Linked DNA regions of Mus musculus: regions 2, 3, 4, 5, 6 and 7 are each linked to region 1. A link is a contact called in public HiChIP or PLAC-seq and promoter capture Hi-C data. All regions are on one chromosome and are shown on one strand. Each heading gives the region's core, a stretch centred on a gene start, on an enhancer-like site or on the middle of the called end of the contact. The rest is flanking DNA. Distances are from core to core; before and after follow the strand shown. Region 1 holds the start of Utp20 (UTP20 small subunit processome component). Region 2 holds the start of Ttc41 (tetratricopeptide repeat domain 41). Region 3 holds the start of Tmpo (thymopoietin). Region 4 holds the start of Fbxo7 (F-box protein 7). Region 5 holds the start of Prdm4 (PR domain containing 4). Region 6 holds the start of Pwp1 (PWP1 homolog, endonuclein). Region 7 holds the start of Rtcb (RNA 2',3'-cyclic phosphate and 5'-OH ligase).

Region 1 (2,727 bases), core at 189-2,688:
GCTTACTTACATTGGTGAGAGAAATTTAAAACTCCCTCTTACCTCGTCATAGCTTGCAGTTCTGTCGATACGGTGAATAATATCAATGTTCACATTCCCCAGTCTCTCTGCAAATGTAAGAAACTGCAGAGAAAAAGCATATTTAAGACATATTAGCATTCAATGCTTATCAGGTTTTGATATCTGCTGGAGTAAAACTACACCATAATCACATCAAATTCTGAACACAGAACGTTTTAGAGCTTCAGTGAGCAACCTCTGGACCATCACCACAAACAACAGTACCCTTAGCGTATCATTTCAGACCCGTGGTTTCTATTGGTCATAAAATATGTAACTTTTTAAAATAAGAGCAGCTATTACTTATGAAACACAAAAGGTAAATGTAAGAACTCTAAACAAAAGCAGTTACTACTTGAAGATAATAAATACTTGTACTTTTTGCATAACTTACTTCATCTGTATTTCTTTTTTCTTTTAACTTAAGTACCCTTGGAACAGGCTATGTAGCCAACGATGACCTTAAAATTTAAGTTCAGACCCTCTTGCTTCTACATCCCCAGGTCTGGGGTAACAGGCATTTAGCCATCACACCTGTTTTTGTTGTAACTGTTGTTGTTTTTAATGGGGATCCAACCTAGGGCTCCCTGAATGTTATTCAAACACTCCACCAACCGATCTACCTCCTACATTATGTTTTATCAAATACAATTTCCACACAGACTGGAACCTGGACGAACGCTTTCACACCACACCGAAAGCACAGGGATCTCGCTAAGTTGTGGGAACAGGTATATTTTTTAAAAACAGACAGACTCAGTTACAAAAGGGCTTGGAAAGGCATTATAAAGTACAACAGTAGCCAGCAGAAGTCATTCGCCACTTGCCAGCTCGCTCTACCCTCCTCTGTTCAGTCTTTAAAGTTAGAAGGGGGACTCGGTTGCAGACGATCCCCTGGGCCAATCAATTTGAGCCTGGAGTGAAGGGAGTTGCCCAGACAGGCCAGATCTCACCGCTAAAAGGCGGACTCTGGAATTCAAGTTTCCTCACTCCCCTGCGAACTAATGTTTTTTTTTTTTTTTTATACTGGCATAGTCTCCCATTTTCGCCAGAGCCCCGGGCAAGCGATTCCGGCTCTGCCCGGACTTGCAGGCCCTGGGGTTAAGGCGATCAGCTGGTCAGGCAGAGGCAGGGCGAACCGCGGCTCCGGGCCCAAACTCCCGCGCTCACCCGGTATGTGTTCTCGGTCTTGTGCGAAAGTGGCTTTGGCTTCATGGCTGCGGCGGGACAGCGGCCCGCGAGGGTCTCAGGACGACAGGAAGGGATCCGCGGGCACTGCGGAGGAGAAAGTTACTCCCACGCGGTACTCTCCAATGCTCCGGTGCCTGCTTTTCCTCACGTGTAGTTAGTGCCGCTGGGCGCCGCCATGTTGGAAAGCCAGGATGTGTGGGTCATGTGGGCGGAAGAGGCGGGCCGAGCATGCGTGCTCTTCCTGATTGTCAGTCGTGCAGTTTGCGGATGTACAGTTTTTGCTACATGAGAAGTTGGCCAACACAAAACAAACTCAGTGGTATTTTTGTGGACGTTTTGTTTTGTTTTGGACATTGTTTGTCATATTTGTCATTTGCCTGTTGGTCTTGATTTTCGTTTTTGTAGATTGGTGGTGATGGTGGGGTTTGGTTTGGTTTGGTGTTTTGTTTTTTCAAGACAGGGTTTCTCTAATCCTGGCTGTCCTGGAACTCACTGTGTAGACCAGGCCGGCCTCGAACTCAGAAATCCGCCTACCTCTACCTCCCAAGTGCTGGGATTAAAGGCTTATGCCACCACTGCCCAGCGTCCTTCCTTCCTTCCTTTCTTTCTTTCTTTCTTTCTTTCTTTCTTTCTTTCTTTCTTTCTTTTTTAAGAGAGAAGAATGTACAGTTGAATGGGTTGGGAGAATCTGAGAGGAGTTGGGAAAGGGAAAAACACGATCAAAATATATTGTATGAAAATTTTTAATAAAAAGGATAAAAGGGTTTTATTATAGAAAGAAAGCATAACCGTCACAACCTAGCATTAACTGCTGCTCGATACATACCGTGCACCATCAAAAGCTGTTTCCACCCATAATACAGTAATGCTGGTTATAAACTCAAAACGTGAAGTGTATGTTTGTTTGTTTTTTTTAAGCCCCCTTGGCATGCAAGGAAACCAAAGTTGGGCATCTTGTAAGTGACGATCTTCATTCACACGCAGACTCCGAGGTCCAGGTTTTAGTTTAGTACTAGAAAATAAAATCTGGCTCTTCACGAATGCCAGGAAGCAGCTCTACCACTAAGCTAGATCCTACAGCTCTTAATCATATATATAGAGAGAGTGTGTGTGTACAGTCGATGAGCCATGGAGTTATTTGCACAAAAATTGATGGAGGAAGGTCCAAGTGCAAAGTCCTTGAGATAAGATTTCATCCTAGCCTGGCTTGTGAGTAGTCAGAGCCCATCATGGGTAGAATACAGTGAATCAAGATATCTTTGCCTCCATTTATTACCTTTCCCATTGTAATCCATTTTAATCCATGGGAGTTCTGGGTATTTCTTCAAATCATGAAACAGTTCCCATGACTTTTGAACTGGGTTTGGTTGGCCAATCCATCATCATTTTATATTTTCTGTCCCCATGAGTTTTGTTTTGTTTTGTTTTGAGACAAAGTTTTTTTGTATAGCCTTGGCCATCCTTTCACTGTAGCCC
Region 2 (2,988 bases), core at 361-2,860, 2.1 Mb before region 1:
CACTGGACCTTGTAATCTGAATGGAGAAACACCAACAGCCACTCTGCCCCACTAACTTGCAGAGCTTATCAACATAGCTTCAAATGCACCGACCTCTGCACAACTTCATCATCTGTCCTTGAGCCTTCTCGGCTTTTACCCAGGTCCTCTTCCACTGTGCCATCCACGTCGACTTCATCATCAGCTCTGACGAACCCTGGGGAGAAAGGTTACAACTCTCCACACTATTGCTTCCTCTCCTTCGCATAAAAAGCCATATCAACGGGGGCAAGAGTTAACACAATTCAGTAAGTAAATACAAGCTGTTGAGATGGAAGAATTATGTACTGACGTCAATAACCAATGTCAAGGTAAGTTTGCACGCTAAAGTTTAAATATGAATGCTCAAGACCCCCGTTGACTCTGGAAGGCCAGGCAGCCATCACGTGTGTCTATCCTAGGCAGTGAGAGAGGCCCCCGTCTACACCCACACGTGTTGCGCACAGCTGAGAGGAGGTCTCTACACTGGCCAAGCCAAAACTTGGGCCTCACTTAGTTATCACAGGTCAGAATGCAAACAGGGTTTGTGCAACTTCTGTTGAGGGGAACTGAAATCCGGCCCAAAGGGGAAGACATGTCAAGGACAGCTCTTGAAGCACATCGGAATCAGATATTGGGCCACCGCCACGACGCTGGCCCGAGGGCCCACGCTCGCGAGTCGGGCGTTAGAAAACAGAAACGCGCTCCGGGAGTAGAGGGCAGGGGCTGGGGGTCCTCAGGCTCTGGTGGCCAAAGGTCGGACCTGATCACAAAAGTCCTTAGGGAGGGGTTCCAGGAAGGCTTCCCCCGGGAGTAGAGTCCGAGAGACCGCGCCCCGTCAGCGAGACTTCGGGGAGCGCTCTAGCACCATCCGCAGGGTATTTATTTAAATGCCCGGTCTCCAAGTCGCCTTTTCCCAGAGGCCTCAGGGAAAGCATCATCACCCAAGTCTCCTTCGAGGGAACGAGATGGTCCCTGAAACCCCTGTAGGCCACCCGGCGTCCCCAACCCAGGTTCAACGCCCCAAGAACGTTCGAGAAGCGGCCACACAGGAAGGGGAGGGCGCCCACTGCCGCCCGGTCACTCACCGAAGGTCAGCAGGACACAGCAGAGGCCCAACACCCACAGGACCCTCATGGTGCGTGGCCGGCGAGTCGCAAGTCCTTTTCGGTCTCAGGAGCCGCCTCCACCCCCCCAATCCCGAGTCTAAGCTCCTCACACCTCCAGCAGCGCGGTCCGCCCACTAAGCCGCGCGCAGGTCGGGCCGCTTTTCACCCCACTGCTTGCGGGCGGGGGACGGGAAACACGAACTCACCAATCGTGCCTCACCACGCACTCTCTGCACCCAATGGAGACGCATGGGGGGGGACCGCAGCCCGCCAATCGGAACTGTCCAGGTGCGGTGCCCGATGCCCGAAGCGTGGCTCCTTGCGATTGGGCTTGTCCAGCGGCTTTCCTCCAATCAGATGGCTCCGCGGGCCCTCACACACCGGGCCACCCTTTGGCCTGGGAAGCCTTGGTCCCTGAGGAAAACCGTCCAATGAACGTAGGCGCATAGCACGTCTGTCCATTCCTAGAGGTCCCGGGGAACCACTTCCGGCTTCTAGCGAACGTTTAGTCCGTGACTAGGGGAAACGGTAGCCAAGACAATGCGTCCTTTACCCTTTTCTCGTCTACGACGCGGGTCACGTTACGAGTCCTTTCAGCGCTACGTTCGCCGTCACCTTTCTTTTGGGCGTTTCTTTTCGCAAAAGAGAAATTTGTGAGGGGTTGAATATCCGGAATGCGTTTGGATGGTGGTGAGAAACTACAGTTTCCGGCATGCAACGCACTAATCTCATGAATGCTGGGAATTGTAGTCTCTGGCATCTAAGCCAGTTGCGTAGCTTGGCCCTTGCTTACTCCAATCTTGTGTCCGCGGGAAATGTCTCTGAGTGATTATAGGATTTCCACCTCATTCAGATTGCAGAATAGATCTGTGCTTGTTCTAGGACTCTAATGCACACAGTTTTCAGAGGCGGACCTGAAAAGCAGCCCCGCGTAGCCCTAGTCTCACCGTGTCAGAGGGTCAGCCCTGGATTCTGGGCTGGTGGTAGCACCCGGGTTTCCACGTCCGCTTTCTTGCGCGTCACTCAGGGTCCCTAGAGCCTTCAGTTACACTTGGCGTTGCGCTGCTCGCATTTCCTGTCCTCTCTGGTTTGGTTTGCAGTAGAGGGTGGCAGGGGCTCTCCAACCCCGAAGGAAACAAGGACCCAAGTTCCTTTGACATCCCCATAAATATCAAAGAATGACTGGGCAATCTAGAGCCTCTTTTGTGAATCAGCCAGAGAGCGCGGTGGTGAAGTCCAGGCTAGCATAGAACAGGAAAGAACTTATGCAGATACTTGAAAGCAAAAGCCGCAGAGCTTGCAAAACAGCCTGGATTGTGGCTTTGTAACTTCATAGAAACACCTTTCCGCCTTCCGAAAGATAGCAAAAGAGGCTCTTTCTGGTGAGGGAAGTCCCTAAGGCCAGCTTGTACGTTCCGAAATGTTTTCTAAGCTCTTTAGCCTCATTTTAACCAATTTTCCACCAGCACGCTTGCCTGCCTCTAACACATCCATTCCATCACCGCTTTCTCCAAGAAAATTCGAGTTGTTTTTTTTTTTTAGGCAATCCAGGTTCCCGAAGGCAAGCTTTTCAGTGACAATGTCATAGTCCCTTTGACAACTTCAAGAATTTAGACTTGTAGAACTTGAATCTGTGGTTTGGTGTTTACATAATGTGGTGATGGCTTATTTACATCTGTCTGATTTACCTACATTTGCCAAAGCATACAGAAATGTAAGACGAAGGCCTTATGCCTCTGTGCTTGTGTTTGTTGTTTAGAGCATACCAGGATCTTATTTATTTGTGCTTTTGGAAAAAGATGGCCATTTCTGCGTATGACAGCCCATCATCCACTTTCTTTCTTTCTTACTCTCTTTCTTT
Region 3 (2,769 bases), core at 175-2,674, 2.3 Mb after region 1:
ACTAAATATAAACCTACAAAATACTATTTAAAACGTACCCCCAAAAAGCCAGCAACCAAAAAAAAAAAAAAAAAGGCAAAATGATACACACCGGCAGGAACGCATCTTACATCTCACTGGCCTGAGGCATTCAAATTCAAATACTGATACATCAGTATGTCATAAACTTTTCTTTTTGCTTCCGGATCTTTACTTCCTCCAGCAAAAATCTTACAACGATAAAACAAAACGCTCACTAGCTGGGATTCTCCAGGATGTCTACGGGAACAAACTTTTCCAAATGCAACGTACTTAAAACGTCCCGTTTACAGTACAGCAAACCCACTTAAGGCGGGGCCTGATGACTGGAAGAATATGACACGCGAGGAAACAAAACGGTTCAAAAAGCCCTCCATCTGTTTAAAAAAAAAAAAAAGTCAACAACATAAAAAGGCGGGAATGCCTTTATTTAAAAAAAAAAAAAAAAAAGGCCAGAAATGACTATGTCGCAAACTGCCCTCCAGGGAGCGCTCTGACACTGTTGCGAGTCACTTCGGCGCTAAAGCGGGAAAACGCTACAACTTCACCTCGCGCGCCGGGGGCCAAGCCTGTCGGGCTTTAGAAAACGGCTCGGAAGGCCGCGTCTACACCCACTCCGGACCGTGCACCCGGCCCGAGCAGCCAAGCAGCACAGCCGGGGCGGCTCGCACCGAGGACTCCCCTCTCCGCGCCTTCCCCGGCGGCCTCGCGATCGGGGCGCCGCCGCGGGCACGGGGAACCCCGCGAGGGGGCCAGCCCCGCCGCCGAGCACGCGCCGCGGCCGCCAAACGCCCGTCTCCGCGGCCCCGGGGGGGTTCGCCTTACCCTGCCGACGGCGCCGCGGCCGCGACCCACGGAGGCCCCGGAGCCGAGCACCGGCGTGGGCTCGCGCTCCTCGTCGCTCGAGAAGTCGGGCGGCCCTTTGCTGTTGGCTCCCGCGGCGAGCGGCGGCCGGTTGCGCGCCGTGAGGTGCTGCAGGTAGAGCTGCACGTACACGTCCTTGCGCTGCTCGCCGGCCGGGAGCGTCACGTTGTTGGCGACCAACTCGCTCTTCAACTTGTCTTTGGTCAGGACCGAAGGGTCCTCTAGGAACTCCGGCATCTCGTCCCCCTCCTTCTCTCCTCCCCGGCCCCTCACAGTCGCCGCCGCCGCTGCTCACGCCGGCGCGCTCGCTCGCTGGTCCCGGGGGCTGCGCCCGCCGCCTCGGGAGATCCCTGCCCCGGAGCGGCGCCGCGGGCACGGCACAGAACTCGGGACACAAAACCCAGGTCCGGCCCCCGCCACAAAAAGCCCCTGGCGCACGACTGGGGAGCAAGTGCAGCCGAACCCGGAGCCCGCAGCGAGCCGAGCCCATACACAAGCTAGTGCGTGGGGTGGGGTGGGGGGAGCCTGGCTCGCGCACGCCCCAAGAACGCGCGCCGCCATTGGCGGGCGCCCGGAGGAAGCGCGCCACCCATTGGCTGGGCGGCTCGCGCGGGTTCCAGCCGCCGCGGCGCAGGGCGAGAGGTGCAGAAACGCAGTTTAAAAGGCGCTCGGGCGGGAGCTCGGGCGCGGGGCCCGCTGTTTCCTCGGCTCTCCGCCCTTCCCCTCGGACGCTGATAAGGGATGGGCGGTACTGGGTTTGCACGCTGTTTCCCTCTCTCCTGGCCCCCTGCACCGGAGAAGCCTCGTCCCGGCCTCGATCGCCTTCGGACGGGCGGAGTTCTGCGCCAGCTCTCTTGAGGACCCTTTGCCCGGGCCTGGCTCCTTCCCGGGACACCGAGCCCCCCTGAAGAATGGCGGCCGACTGGCCTTGCCCCCTCCGAGTGCTGGCCCTGGAGGGGAAGCGTGAAAACCAGACAGGCTGTGGTGCGGGATGCGCAGGAAGTCAAATCCCCTCGGTTCGCAAACGCTTCTTTTGTCTGGAATCTAGGGAAAGCCAGACTTCCACAGCTGAAGGTTTCCATACAGCTTTAGTTTGTTACAAAATTGCATTTTTAAGTCTCCCTTTGCCTTCTTTTACCAAACCCTTTGGTTTCCATAGTTCTTGGGGCTTAAAACAAATGCCTTCTTTGTATTTTTAAGCCGTCTAGGTTAAGACCCCCACCCCAAGCACCAAGGATTTCCCCTAACTTCATCAAACCTAATGTTTGGTAATGGAACAAGATGAAACGCAACATTTAGAAAGTCTCTAGTATTCAACTTTATGTGCCTGTAGTGGTGCATACTAATTTTTTAATTTTAGAGGGAGCCAGGAACCCTGTAAAACTCATGCTGCTGATTCAAGTTAGCGTCTCAAATGTGCCACAGTTCTGTTTTCTGGAACACAATACTGACCAGAAATGTTTCCTATTAACAAATTACATATATGGGCGAACATGATCAGAGTTAAATTTATGTAAAAAGTCCGCAATAAGATGTGTAGTTAATAAACGCTAATGAGCCGGGCGTTGGTGGCGCACGTCTTTAATCCCACCACTTGGGAGGCAGAGGCAGGTGGATTTCTGAGTTCGAGGCTAGCCTGGTCTACAGAGTGAGTTCCAGGACAGCCAGGGCTACACAGAGAAACCCTGTCTCGAAAACAAAAAAAAAAAAAAAACAAAAACAAAAATAAAAAGCGAATGAAAGCATGTATAGTGTTTCAATGTATCTAGGGTTTTGAACAATGTGAATGTCTACACAGGAAATGGTTCAGGACACTGCTCGTGAGAGGAAGCAGCTGACCTCAGATTCAGAGTCTCTTAATCATTCCCTCAGTGTCTTAAGCTCTAG
Region 4 (2,887 bases), core at 201-2,700, 2.8 Mb before region 1:
TTTGGAGGACAATTGATATGCAGCAAAAGATTTTACTAAGACACTGTGTAACAACTAAAAGCTGCTTTAAATTTTGTGGTAACATGAAGGGGCTAAAGGAGTTGGCTTCAGCTTCAAGTTCCTAAGGGCAGCGCCAAGGAAGAAAGGAAGTAAATGCTGTTAATCCCACAGGAAAAAAAAAAATCAGTCCCACAGATTCGAGGAGAAAGACCATCAACCCCAAACCATCATGGCCAAATTAATTAATCAAGCTTTTCTTGGTATGTATACATGGGCTGGACATAGGTAAGGTAAGATTGTAATAGTTCAGGAGTAGGGGGTTTCCAGATGAGGATTTGGCAGGCAAATAGGCATGTATTACCGAAGCAGAACATAAGCATACCAAGTTGGTCATAACAGCCTCTTGAAACAAAGACATGGTTGCAAGGTGGTTACAACAGGGTCACCATAATAACCTTTTAAAATAAAGGCATGGGGCAGTACAGAGCCATTTGTAGCTAAGGTTACAGGTGGGACATAGCCCAATCCTTGAGAAACCTAGTTTGTCTTTACTATAAGATGGCTTTTACGCCTGAGATGGAGGCAGTCTGGTTTATCAAGATTTATCGTGAGAAGTGAAGAGCTATACTGTTGTGGCCTTCAAATCCATTGGGAGAAACCAAAGACTTAGGCTCAATTCAAATTTATATTAAAATGAGTTTATGCTTACTGCTAGCAGAAGGAAGGCAGCTTTAGAGCCCAAACAGCATTCCATAGGGAAGGGGGACTAAGGATAAGATGGGGTTTTAAATTGGACATCAGAAAGGTGTATATTACAACTTACCACGAAATACAAGCTGGGCAGGAAAACTGTTTTACTTTCCTCAGTTGTTTCTCACCTTCCCGCTATATAGTAATTAAAAGATCATTTCATCCCTTTCCCATAGCGATAGTGAGTTTTAAAGAAGCAAAGGCAGCAGTTACTATCCTCACAGCCATTATCCTATTCTTATCTCACCTGCAGGTCTCTAGTACCTCCCAGGCATCCAACAGCCCTTAAGGGATCCCTGGCTCCACATTAACTTTCTTTAGTCATCACAGGGGACCTGTGTACATTATTTCTCAGGCAGGTCTGAGCACTCTAATGACAGGGATAGAGCAGTTCATTTCTGGGCACGGAAACCAGTGACATCAGGTTAGGGCCGTCTGTCATGTCTCCACACTGTTGGCAGCATTCCTTCCAGAGCTAAAGATCCTGCTTGCTGGGAGGGAAGGAACAAACTCGCTCACCCCAGCAGAAGCAGAAGCAGAAGCGTAGAGACTCAAGTGCGCCCAAGCAAACCCAGCGCCTGCGCCGTGCGCGCCTCGCCTCCAGGTGGCGATGTCGCGCGCCGAGCCAGCGATAGGGAAGCGCAGGCGCTCGGCCCTCCGCTCGAGCGGAAGGCTCTAGGGGGCGTAGTCGACCGAGCGGCGAGCGCTGGGGATTCCTCGGGAGCGCAGGCCCGGAGCTCCTTGCTTTCGGTTTCTTCCCGGGGCCGACCGAAGCTTGCGGTCCGACTCTCGCCATGAAGCTGCGCGTGCGGCTTCAGAAGCGGACCCAGCCGCTCGAGGTGCCGGAGTCGGAGCCAACGCTCGGGCAGCTGCGCGCGCACCTCAGCCAGGTCCTGCTGCCCACGTTGGGGTTCAGGTGAGCCGCGTCGCTGTCGTGGGGCTCGGGGGATGGCGCGCTTCGAGCGGTCACGTGAGGCCCGGGCCTCCCGGGTGTAGCTGCACTGGGCGCCTGTGACTGTGACGCTCGGCAGCTGGGTGCTGGCCGGGGTCCGGCTCCGAGAGACCATGGCCCAGCCTCCCCCGGGTGCCGCTGTCCTCCCCGGTGAGTAGTCACTTCCGGGGTTTCGGTCGCTGCGGCCCCGAGGGCGGGAAGGGAACTCGGGAAGCTTGGCTTGCGTTAAATCTCCCGGTGTTAACTTGAGTTTACCTCTGCGGTTGGGATAGTTCAGTGGTTAAATCGGAAAAGCATCGTGCTCAAGGTGACAAAAGTCTTGACACCTTAGGTCACTGTAATTTGTGCCACTGCCCAAGGCTACAGTAACTTTAAAAACAGCTGAGCGTGCAAGTGGCAGACTGCACCTAACTGTAACTTTCTCACTTTCTCACTGTAAGGGTTCAGGAAGTACGCCTGTCAGCGGGCATTCTCTGGGTGAGAATGTTGCTTTTTTTTCACGAATAGAGGCATGACCCTAGAGAGCTTACAGTTTCATGGCAAGTTGAAAAAGGATTAGGTTCTATTACTAATTTATGGGGTTCTATTACTAATTTTTGCAGATGAAGCGTCTGTGTTTCTGCAGAAGATAGTTTCAGGACATAGAGAGATAACTGTATGGACGACCCACTTCAAGTGCTGAGCTAGAAATTTGAACTAGTGAAGAAAAAAAAAATTAAAAAGATGGGCTCTGGGGCTTCTAAAGGGAAAAATTTTCAAAGAAAAACGTTTCCCATTAATTGGCATTTTAAATAAGCCTTTTCACTTTATTTGTAGGGAGTTAAGCAAAGTGAGACCCTGAATAGATTTTTTCACCCTTCCTCCCTGCTCCCATCCCCCCATTAAGTGAGCCTGAGCTACACCTTTATTCTAGCGCTCTGGAGGAAGAGGCAGGGTTCAAGGTCAGCCTGGTCTACATAGCAAGTTCCAGACCAGCCAGTGTTACATTGTGAGACCCTGTCTAATAAGATAATAATGTTAGCCAAACCATTAAAAAAAGAGCATTTTTTCATATTAAAAGAAAATATGTTGCTGTATTATATATAATATATATTTCCATATAATGGTGACCTACCCACATGTTACTTATTGGTGTAAAACCAAGTGTTTTCAATGTTGATAACAGTTATCTCTCCTCACACTTTG
Region 5 (2,804 bases), core at 261-2,760, 2.9 Mb before region 1:
CTGGAACCACAAGGCCTAAATACAACATACAGATTACAGTAACTTATTAGAGCAGAGTTAAGTGTGTGGCTTCACCTCCTATTCTTAAAGCTCCTGAACGTCTATACAATGTCATCATCAATAATAACTCGTGTGAAATTCTGGACCTTCTCACACCCGTTCAAACAAGACTTTAGTAACAGAGGCTCAGCAGATTTCTGTTTGATGTGAGTCCCCAAAACGTGATGGCCTCAACAGCCATAAACCAAAGGTCACAAGTACTCAAAGACAGAAGACACCAGGAAGGAATGCTGCACACAGTGACTCCCAAGGGACCTTCCCCTTCAACAAGGCACAGCCATTCTACCAACCTCATATCACCGTCCTAAGAAGGCCTAAAGGATACTGAGTTCTTTCTGTCTTGTCACTGTGTCTTCTGCCAATTATTCTTAGCTGTTTTTATGTTTCTAACTGACCGAAGTTGATCAATTGTTGGTTGCAAACCTCGCGCTGTTTTCTGGAAATGACATTTAAGAAACTAACAGGAATACAGCCACTTTACAAAATGCATCAACCAGCTCCAATAATTTCAGTCAATACGTTTTCTCTTCCCCGCTATATTGACAGCCTTTTAAAAGCTTTTGGGGGCGGGGGGGGGGGGAACCCAGCTAAATACTGCTCCGTCTTTACTACTCCGCTAACACAGTACCTTCTAGTTCAGGAGACTTGCACAATTTAAAAACTTCACCTCCGCACTCCACCATCCCTGGCTACAGTAACCCGCAAACCCCCAAAGGTGAAGAACTATGATACTACAGTAACATTCCAAATTAAAATAGCGAAAGCTAAAATACGACAGGAAAGAGGTGCCAAGCAGCTAACAATGTACGGCTACTCAGAACAATCACCCCAGGAACCAACTAGTACTCTGGATATTTCTATTGGGTTCAGGTGCTCAAATCCATTTACGCGTCACACGTGTGGCCCGAAGGCACCCAAACAAAGACTGAGTCTCCGGCGGCGTCCGCCCCGCTCCCTCGGCCCTGCCTTGGGGACCTGCCCTGCTCACCTGCACGTCCAGGGCAGGGGGCCGGCGGCTGCTAGGTGCGCGATGGGGCCGGTGTCACGTGCTACCACATCCCGCCGGTGGCCGCGCCTCCCCGCACTGCCCGACGTCTCCGAGGGCCGGCGGCTGCGCTCCGCGGCGAGGGCCCGGCATGCTGGGCGGCGCCCGGGGCTGTTTTCCCAGAAGCGCTGGCAGCCGGACTGGCCGACCTGGAAGAAGAGAAGAGCGATCAGCCGTGGCCTTTCCCTGCCCCGGGCCGCTCGAGCCCGCCCCGCCGCGTCGCCCACCTGAGGCCCGCGCTGGGGAGCACTGGCCCGGCCGCCTGGCTCGTCATCGGGCCGAACGTCGGCCCGGACGCTCCTGCCTCCCGGGACCCCGCGCCCGGTTTACAGCTCTCCTAACATTTCCCGCCCGGCCCCGCCCGGTCAGGCCCGCCGCCTTCACGGGGCCGCACCCTCGGGGGCGCCTTTCCGGCTTCTCAGCCACTCCGGGCCCGTTTCCGGCTTCCCAGCCACTCTGCGTCCGTGCTACCTGCCTACGGCCTGCGCTCCGACCCGCTCTTCCGGGGATACGCACCGCCCCCTCTCTGCGTGTGGAGAACCGCAGAGCCCCGGGAGTGGGCGGGCTTAGAGACGCTCCACCCAGAGTGTTGCAGCTCAGCTGGGTGCCGATCCAATCGAGGGCCGAATAATCGCTCCGCCGTTGCTAGGAGACCAGAACTGATACACGTGCTAGGGGTGCGTTCTGAACTCCAACGTTCTCCAGACTCTGCTTTTCTGTCCAGATGGCATGGCCTCAAGTAGGGAAGCATGAATCCACATAACACAACGTTTTTAAATATAGGATTGGGCCAGACGGCGGTGTGGCCCAGGAGTAATCGGGTTTCGATTCTGAAACTCTTTTACCCTGTGTGAAGTTTCCCTGCTCCCACATCATAAAAGATGATGTTGGGATTTGTGCAGGTGTTTTTCTTCTCTCTTTGCCTTCCCGTCCCTTCTGCACGGACAGGCACAGTGCTTACTTAGAATAATCATTGGAACCACAACATCTGCTCGGTAGCCAACTTTTGACATAATGTTTATTCATATGAGTGGGTGGGTGGATGTGAAAGCAAATGTGCATGTGTAAAAGAAGTTAGAGAACAACTTACACTCTCTTTCCCACATGTGGGTACCAGGGACTAAAGAGCCTTACCCTCTTTGCCACCTTGTCAGTCTATTTATGGCAATATCCCATACCCCACAATTCACTAATCATACCTAAGTATTTACCCAATACAGAAACATATACATGTGTGTATGTATGTATGTATGTACAAAGACATATGTACTAAGTTCCTTGCAACTTTGTTAATGATCTGTCATCAACCAATAAAGAGTTGCACTGAATCACCGTTGTGGAGCCCTAGGCAGCAATAAAAAGTAACAAGCTATTTGCATGTAGGTAGACCTCTAGAAGCTTTCTACACTGAGCAAAAAAACATCAGAAACAAAAGACTAGAAGTCTGTATAAAATTCTAGAAAAGGCCAAGACTTTACTAACAGCTCTGATGGATGTTGGAAGTTAGTGATAGGTGAAGAGATGAAATTGCCTATATAGAAAGACAGACATGAGGGACCATTTTGGATAATGGTTACATGCCTGTATATGTTTATAAAGATTGATCAAATAGTAAAGATTGGTGAGTTTTGTCATGTGTAAAAATGCATTTAAAAAGTAAGAGGTGGGGCATAGTGGTGCACACGAGTACTACCAATAC
Region 6 (2,852 bases), core at 238-2,737, 3.0 Mb before region 1:
GTTATTAGGACAAATTGGGAAAGGATCTTCACCAACCATACATCTGACAAAGGGCTAGTATCCAAAATTTGCAAAGAACTCAAGAAGGCAGACACCAGCAATCCAAATAACCCAATTAAAAAATGGCGTACAGAGCTAAACAGAGAATTCTCAGAGGAATCTCAAATGGCAGGGAAGCACTTCAAGAAATGTTCAAAGTCCTTAATCATCAGGGAAATGCAAATCAAAACAACTCTAAGGTTCCACCTTACATCCATCAGAATGTCTAAGATAAAAAAAAAAAACTCATGAGATAGCATATGCTGGTGAGGATGTGGAGCAAGGGGAGCAGTCTTTATTGCTGGTGGGAGTACAAACTTATACAATCACTTTGGAAATCAACTTGGCAGTTTCTCAGAAAACTCAAGACCCAGCCATACCACTTCTGGGCATGTACTCAAGAGATGTTCCATCATCCCACAAAGATGCTTGTTCATCAATGTTCATAACAGTTTTATTTGTAATAGCCAGAAACAGGAAACAACCTAGATATCCCTCACCTGAAGAATGGATAAAGGCATGGTACATCTACACAATGGAATACTATTCAACTATTAAAACCTAAGGCATCATGAACTTTGCAGGCAAATAGATGGAACTTGAGAATATCATCCTGAGTGAGATAACCCAGTCCCAAAAGGGCATGCATGGTGTGTACTCAGTGATAAGTGGATATTGTCCATAAAATACAGGTACCATGGTCCACTTCACAGAACCAAAGAAACTAAACAAGAAGGAAGACTCAATCAAGGAAGCTTGAATCTCACTTAGAAGAGGGAATAAAATAGTCATAAGAGGCTGATGGAGGGAGGGAACTGGGAGAGAGGGGAAATGGGGGATTCAGGATCAGGCATGGAGAAGAACAGGAGAGATAGCTATATGGCCATGAAAATGAATGGAAATCTGCAAAGTGGGGGGAAACCTGCATCTCCAGGACGAGACAAAGGCCTGGGATAAGGGAGGCTCCCAAGAATCAGTGGGGGGTGACCTTAGCTGTGACTCTCATTGGGGATGTGGAACCTGAAGAGGCCATCTCCTGTATCCAGAATGGAACTCCAATAGAGACACCAACCCACCCACAAAACTTTCAACTCAAAATTTATCCTGTCTACAAGAAATGCTGGCATAGGGGAGGGAGCAGAGACTGAGTGAATGGCCAACCAATAACCATTTCAACTTGAGACCCGTCCAGTGGGCAAGCACCAATCCCTAACACTATTAATGAAACTCTGCTATGCTTGCAGACAGAAGCATATTGTTCTCTGAGAGGCTCCCCCCAGTAGCTGATTCAGACAGATACAGACACAGCCAAACAGTGGATGGAGCTTGGGAACTCTTATGGAAGAATAGGAGGAAGGAGATAGAAACTCCACAGGAAGCAGTCGTAGATTTGCATACGGCCCCGCCCATCTCATGCAAATTCCCCTCCCCTTCCCCTTGGCGCCTGCGAGTGACGTCAGCGAGCGCCCGCGCCTGCGCGTTGTTCCCCTCCGCGGAGCTCAAGAGTAGTGTCTCCCAGCTCCCAGGGCTCCAACCTGCGCCGGGTTCAAACCGAAGATCATGAACCGCAGCCGCCAAGTGACCTGCGTGGCCTGGGTCCGCCGCGGCGTGGCCAAAGAGACTCCAGACAAGGTGAGGCCTGTGTATGGGGAGATGCCACGGCATGGCCGTGGGCTCGGCCCCGTCTGGGGCAGCACGCGCCCAGCAGGAGCCACGCGATGGGACCTGCCAGGTTGGCCGGGACTGTAGCCATGTGAGGTGTGGCTCCGGTGACCCGGGCGAGCAGAGACCGCGCGCCCCTTCCCTGCCCGGAGCGGGAACCCCGATCCCATCCCTGAGATGCACGAACACGTGGACTTTTTGTGCACTGGGAAGGGGCGGGGGTGTTTGCTTGTTACGAGTTTCTTACGGTGATCCGGATAAAACGTTATGGGGCAGAGAGAACAAGGTGTCAGTGTAACACAGTATGAAGGAAGTTGTACAAAAGCTGGAGACCGTGGCAAAGGAAGCCGGTTACTCAGGCGGTTTTGTTCATTACACAGTGTTTTCTGCAAGCCAAGCGGAGCCTGGAGTTCCGGGATATGTTGGAGCGATATAGGGCAAAGCCCTGTTCTTGACTTTCGGGATGTCAGGGGTTGTAAGTGTCCTAAAAGAAGTGAAGGGGTTGCTATGGGTGTAATTGTCTGAGTAGTGACAACTCGATATGTGATAGACGTGGGAGTGGCCTCGACATGAATTTACATGCGGTGAGGGATGGAAATACTCCTTATAGGTGTAAATTCTACCAGAGTGCAGGTAGTGTTTAGTCACTGTTTTCTCTGGTGTTTTGCCAACAGCAAGCAAGCAGTGTATATTTATAGGATAGGGACAACACTTGCCTTATTAAAAATTCTCCAAAAGAAAATTGTTTTCATTTTAAAAGGGCCATACACAGCTTTCGAAGTATTAAGAGAGTCTTAAAAATCCCTAGTTGTCATGCCCCAACCCCAAGCAATACAAATACCTTTGTGTGTGTGTATGTGTATGTATGTATGCCCATGTTCATGTGTTTGTGTATGTGTGCGCTGTCTGATTGAACCCAGCGTTAGTCAATCGAGATAGAGTGGCTGGCCAAGGCACCAGAAATTCTCGTCTCTGTAGTCCCTAGTGCTGGGATTACAGGTGTCCCCTACACTACACCCAGCTTTTGAGTGGCTTCTGGGATGGAACTTAGATCCACATGCTTGCTCAACAAAAGCTTTACCGACTGACCTCCGGCCTTCCCCGGAGTTTTTCAGTCTTTAATTTCTGGATCTTTCTCAGGCAGAATTGAA
Region 7 (2,787 bases), core at 202-2,701, 2.9 Mb before region 1:
TACCACACATAGTGCTTCATTCTGCATGAACGTCTATACCACACAAAGTGCTTCATTCTGCATGAAGCTGCCACGTTGCGTCTTTTAAGAGGAAAACTTCCAGTCACAATCTAAAAGGATCTTAGAGCATTTTAGATCTGGGTTTAAACTGGAAATGTCCAACCCGTAAAATCTAATCAACGATCTTCAAAACGGAAAAACTGCTCACAAATTTCTGAGGCGATATGTCTATCATGATTTTGCTATTATATAACTTACGCATTATAAAAAGCATCATATATATATATATATATAATATGTATGTGTGTATAATATATATGTATATAATATATGCGTATATATATTATACACACACACACACACACGGATATAATGTACAATTTTCATGTGTCACTTAATAAATTAGCAAGACTCTACCAACCAGCCTTCCCTTCTTCCACACAACAAAGGAAAATACTGTTTCACTGCTGTGGACTTTTTCTCCCTAGTATACCTTGCAAAGTGGTGCAAGGCTTCTCTGTGTAACCAGTCCTGAATGGATCTTCCATTTCCCAGCCTCCAGGGATTATAGGCCCGAGCCACCAAGCGAAGCCTATCAGAAACTTTTTACTAAGACAAAGGACTGCAAATCTTTATTGCATTCTCATGGCATTTATGAGACGGTGTCACTTAACACATGTGCCAAAACCTCACAAGTGTTTTCTTCCTCAACGTTTATCGGAACTTTCGAGTACACACGGCGGTGGCGACAGCAGGCCCAGGGTTTCAGATCCTGGTCTCTGGCTCCCAAGCCTTCAGCTGAAACACATCATTCAGGCTGAGAGAAGTGGACTCGATACGAATTCAGGGTTGTCTTCCTAGATGGGTACAGATAAGTTACCCACCAACTCGGGGGTCCTCCGCCAAGAGCATATTAAAAGCTCGAATCATGCCGATTGTCGTTACGTTAAAACCCAGTTAAGTTTGGAGAATGCCATCTGTAAACGTTAACTAAATATCAGGACTCAAGAGAAACAGAGTTCCTGGCTGGCGGTGCCAACTTGGGAAAGTCCACAGAAATCTCGGAAGACCAGGAACACCGTGTCTGATGGTGCGTGGGGAAAACACGCGTGAGCCCCCACGCTGCGTCCGTCTGTCCTCGTGTGTGTGGACCTGGCGCGTGCAGTCTGCAGAGGAGGGAGACCTGGAACCCCGCAGCCCTGCGCTGGGCGGAGGCCGCCGGTTCGCGGCGGAGTCGCGGCCTGCAGCTCCCAAGGCCGCTGCCCCAACTCACCTGCATGTTGGGCACAAAGCCCTTCTTGATCCTCCAGCAGTTTTTATTGATCTTGTCCAAGAACTGTAGCTCATCGTTGTAGTTACGACTCATGGTGGCGGCGAGGCCAGCGATAGCTCCTGGCTACGCTTAGAAAGAGAAACCACCCCGCAGTCCACCCGCTCCACGCAGCGCCGCCTCTCAGGGCGCAGGCGCGACCAGCTCCGCTCCAGGAGGGAAGATGGCAAGCGCCGAGGCTCAAAACTCTTCGCGCGAGTCCTGATCATCTCGTTACAATGAATTACAGCGCTAGTCTTCACTTGCACTTCCCCCCCCTCTTTCTTTCTCTCCCTCTTTCTTTCTTTCTCTCTCTCTCTCTTCCTTCCTTTCTTCCTTTCTTTCTTTCTTTCTTTCTTTCTTTCTTCTTTCTTCCTTCCTTCCTTTCCTTCCTTTCTTTCCTTCTTCCTTTCTTTTCCTCTTTCTTTCTTTCTTTCTTTCTTTCTTTCTTCCCCTCTTTCTTTCTTTCCCTCTTTCTTTCTTTCTTTCTTTCTTTCTTTCTGTCTGTCTGTCTGTCTGTCTTTCTTCCTTCCTTCCTTCCTTTTTTCTTTCTTTCTTTCCTTTTCTTTCTTTTCCTCTTTCTTTCTTTCCCTCTTTCTTTCTTTCTTTCTTTCTTTCTCCCCCTCTTTCTTTCTTCCCCTCTTTCTTTCTTTCCCTCTATCTTTCTTTCTTCCCCTCTTTCTTTCTTTCTTTCTTTCTTTCTTTCTTTCTCTCTCTTTTTCCTTTCTTCCCCCCTCCCCCTTTCTCTCTCCCTCCCTCCCTTCACCCCCCCCCCTTTTTTAAAGTAAGATCTCGATACTTAGCCTTGGTGAGCCTATGTATCCGGGTTGGCTTCGAACTCTCACAGATACCCTTGCCAATGTCTCCTGACTGCTGCTATTGAAGACATACTGCTTTAAGAATGTTTTTGAGCTGCTCCTGAAACCTCTTCACCCTGGATCAGGTCAACTGCTATATAGAACATACAGTTTGGAGTTCATGCCCCATGAACATTAGTGAAACAGCTGAGCAAGATAAAATACTAATGACGTTTGCAATGTATCAGAATGAGATTGAAGATGTACAACAAACACTCCATTACAAAATGAGCATCCAAAAGAAGCATATCACAACACTGTATCATTTATTTCTACAAATGCTTGTGAAGGAAATCTGCTCTGGCCAGCAATTCCCTACAAAGATGGATAAATCCCTCTTTCAGGGATCACTGTGTTCCATAGCTTTGTTTGGACTGTGTCCTGTGTCTGTACCTTTAAACTTAATTGACTCTTGCTCTTGGGATAAGAAAGCTGGCAGTGATTTGCAGGATAGTCCTACCCTGTGAAAAACACCACCATAGCAATCAGGAAGACTTGGGTTCAGGTTCCGCCTATGCCATTACCACCTTTGTGTGATACATTCCTCTGTTTTCACTTCTATGAAATGGGATCATAATTATTCATAGTGGCTCTGAAGGTCACAGACATGAAACTGGAGGA

Evidence for each region. Promoter capture Hi-C pulls out the DNA fragments that hold promoters and counts their contacts. HiChIP or PLAC-seq counts read pairs in DNA pulled down with a chosen protein or histone mark. Capture Hi-C pulls out chosen DNA fragments and counts their contacts.
Region 2: a promoter capture Hi-C map of adipose tissue shows a contact between it and region 1, with 2.6 times the contacts expected there. The contact joins the promoter of Ttc41 here to the promoter of Utp20 in region 1. A contact is called at or near these places in 8 of 39 promoter capture datasets (the 3T3-L1 cell line, the C10 cell line, embryonic stem cells and 4 more), 1 of 484 Hi-C or Micro-C datasets (embryonic stem cells), 4 of 115 datasets of contacts at active chromatin or transcription factors (astrocytes and embryonic stem cells) and 2 of 9 other capture datasets (adipose tissue and liver).
Region 3: an H3K27ac HiChIP or PLAC-seq map of embryonic stem cells shows a contact between it and region 1, with 8 times the contacts expected there. The contact joins the promoter of Tmpo here to the promoter of Utp20 in region 1. A contact is called at or near these places in 2 of 39 promoter capture datasets (embryonic stem cells and liver), 2 of 484 Hi-C or Micro-C datasets (both in embryonic stem cells) and 1 of 115 datasets of contacts at active chromatin or transcription factors (embryonic stem cells).
Region 4: a contact with region 1 is called in a promoter capture Hi-C map of pre-B cells, with 6 times the contacts expected there. The contact joins the promoter of Fbxo7 here to the promoter of Utp20 in region 1. A contact is called at or near these places in 4 of 39 promoter capture datasets (hippocampal neurons, liver and pre-B cells) and 1 of 484 Hi-C or Micro-C datasets (CD4 T cells).
Region 5: a promoter capture Hi-C map of hippocampal neurons shows a contact between it and region 1, with 16 times the contacts expected there. The contact joins the promoter of Prdm4 here to the promoter of Utp20 in region 1. A contact is called at or near these places in 6 of 39 promoter capture datasets (the 3T3-L1 cell line, hippocampal neurons, liver and 2 more), 2 of 115 datasets of contacts at active chromatin or transcription factors (astrocytes and embryonic stem cells) and 2 of 9 other capture datasets (adipose tissue and liver).
Region 6: a contact with region 1 is called in a promoter capture Hi-C map of liver, with 8 times the contacts expected there. The contact joins the promoter of Pwp1 here to the promoter of Utp20 in region 1. A contact is called at or near these places in 7 of 39 promoter capture datasets (the 3T3-L1 cell line, embryonic stem cells, hippocampal neurons and 3 more), 2 of 484 Hi-C or Micro-C datasets (B cells and liver), 1 of 115 datasets of contacts at active chromatin or transcription factors (embryonic stem cells) and 1 of 9 other capture datasets (embryonic stem cells).
Region 7: a contact with region 1 is called in a promoter capture Hi-C map of hippocampal neurons, with 6 times the contacts expected there. The contact joins the promoter of Rtcb here to the promoter of Utp20 in region 1. A contact is called at or near these places in 2 of 39 promoter capture datasets (hippocampal neurons and pre-B cells), 1 of 115 datasets of contacts at active chromatin or transcription factors (large pre-B cells) and 2 of 9 other capture datasets (adipose tissue and liver).

Annotation. Positions count from the first base shown.
Region 1 is chr10:88,825,376-88,828,102 of GRCm38.p6, forward strand. Utp20 (UTP20 small subunit processome component) reads right to left here and starts at 1,439. Exons shown (of 62, transcript NM_175158.3): 1 at 1,231-1,439; 2 at 43-123. The coding sequence starts at 1,275.
Region 2 is chr10:86,704,201-86,707,188 of GRCm38.p6, forward strand. Ttc41 (tetratricopeptide repeat domain 41) reads left to right here and starts at 1,611. Exons shown (of 16, transcript NM_001003910.2): 1 at 1,611-1,817. It overlaps Hsp90b1 (heat shock protein 90, beta (Grp94), member 1), which reads right to left and starts at 1,244. Exons shown (of 18, transcript NM_011631.1): 1 at 1,107-1,244; 2 at 94-196. The coding sequence starts at 1,155.
Region 3 is chr10:91,170,195-91,172,963 of GRCm38.p6, forward strand. Tmpo (thymopoietin) reads right to left here and starts at 1,425. Exons shown (of 4, transcript NM_011605.3): 1 at 844-1,425. The coding sequence starts at 1,119.
Region 4 is chr10:86,020,479-86,023,365 of GRCm38.p6, forward strand. It overlaps Fbxo7 (F-box protein 7), which reads left to right and starts at 1,451. Exons shown (of 9, transcript NM_153195.2): 1 at 1,451-1,666. The coding sequence starts at 1,545.
Region 5 is chr10:85,915,476-85,918,279 of GRCm38.p6, forward strand. It overlaps Prdm4 (PR domain containing 4), which reads right to left and starts at 1,511. Exons shown (of 12, transcript NM_001302886.1): 1 at 1,333-1,511; 2 at 1,049-1,254.
Region 6 is chr10:85,870,344-85,873,195 of GRCm38.p6, forward strand. Pwp1 (PWP1 homolog, endonuclein) reads left to right here and starts at 1,488. Exons shown (of 15, transcript NM_133993.3): 1 at 1,488-1,671. The coding sequence starts at 1,600.
Region 7 is chr10:85,956,342-85,959,128 of GRCm38.p6, forward strand. Rtcb (RNA 2',3'-cyclic phosphate and 5'-OH ligase) reads right to left here and starts at 1,452. Exons shown (of 12, transcript NM_145422.4): 1 at 1,274-1,452. The coding sequence starts at 1,366.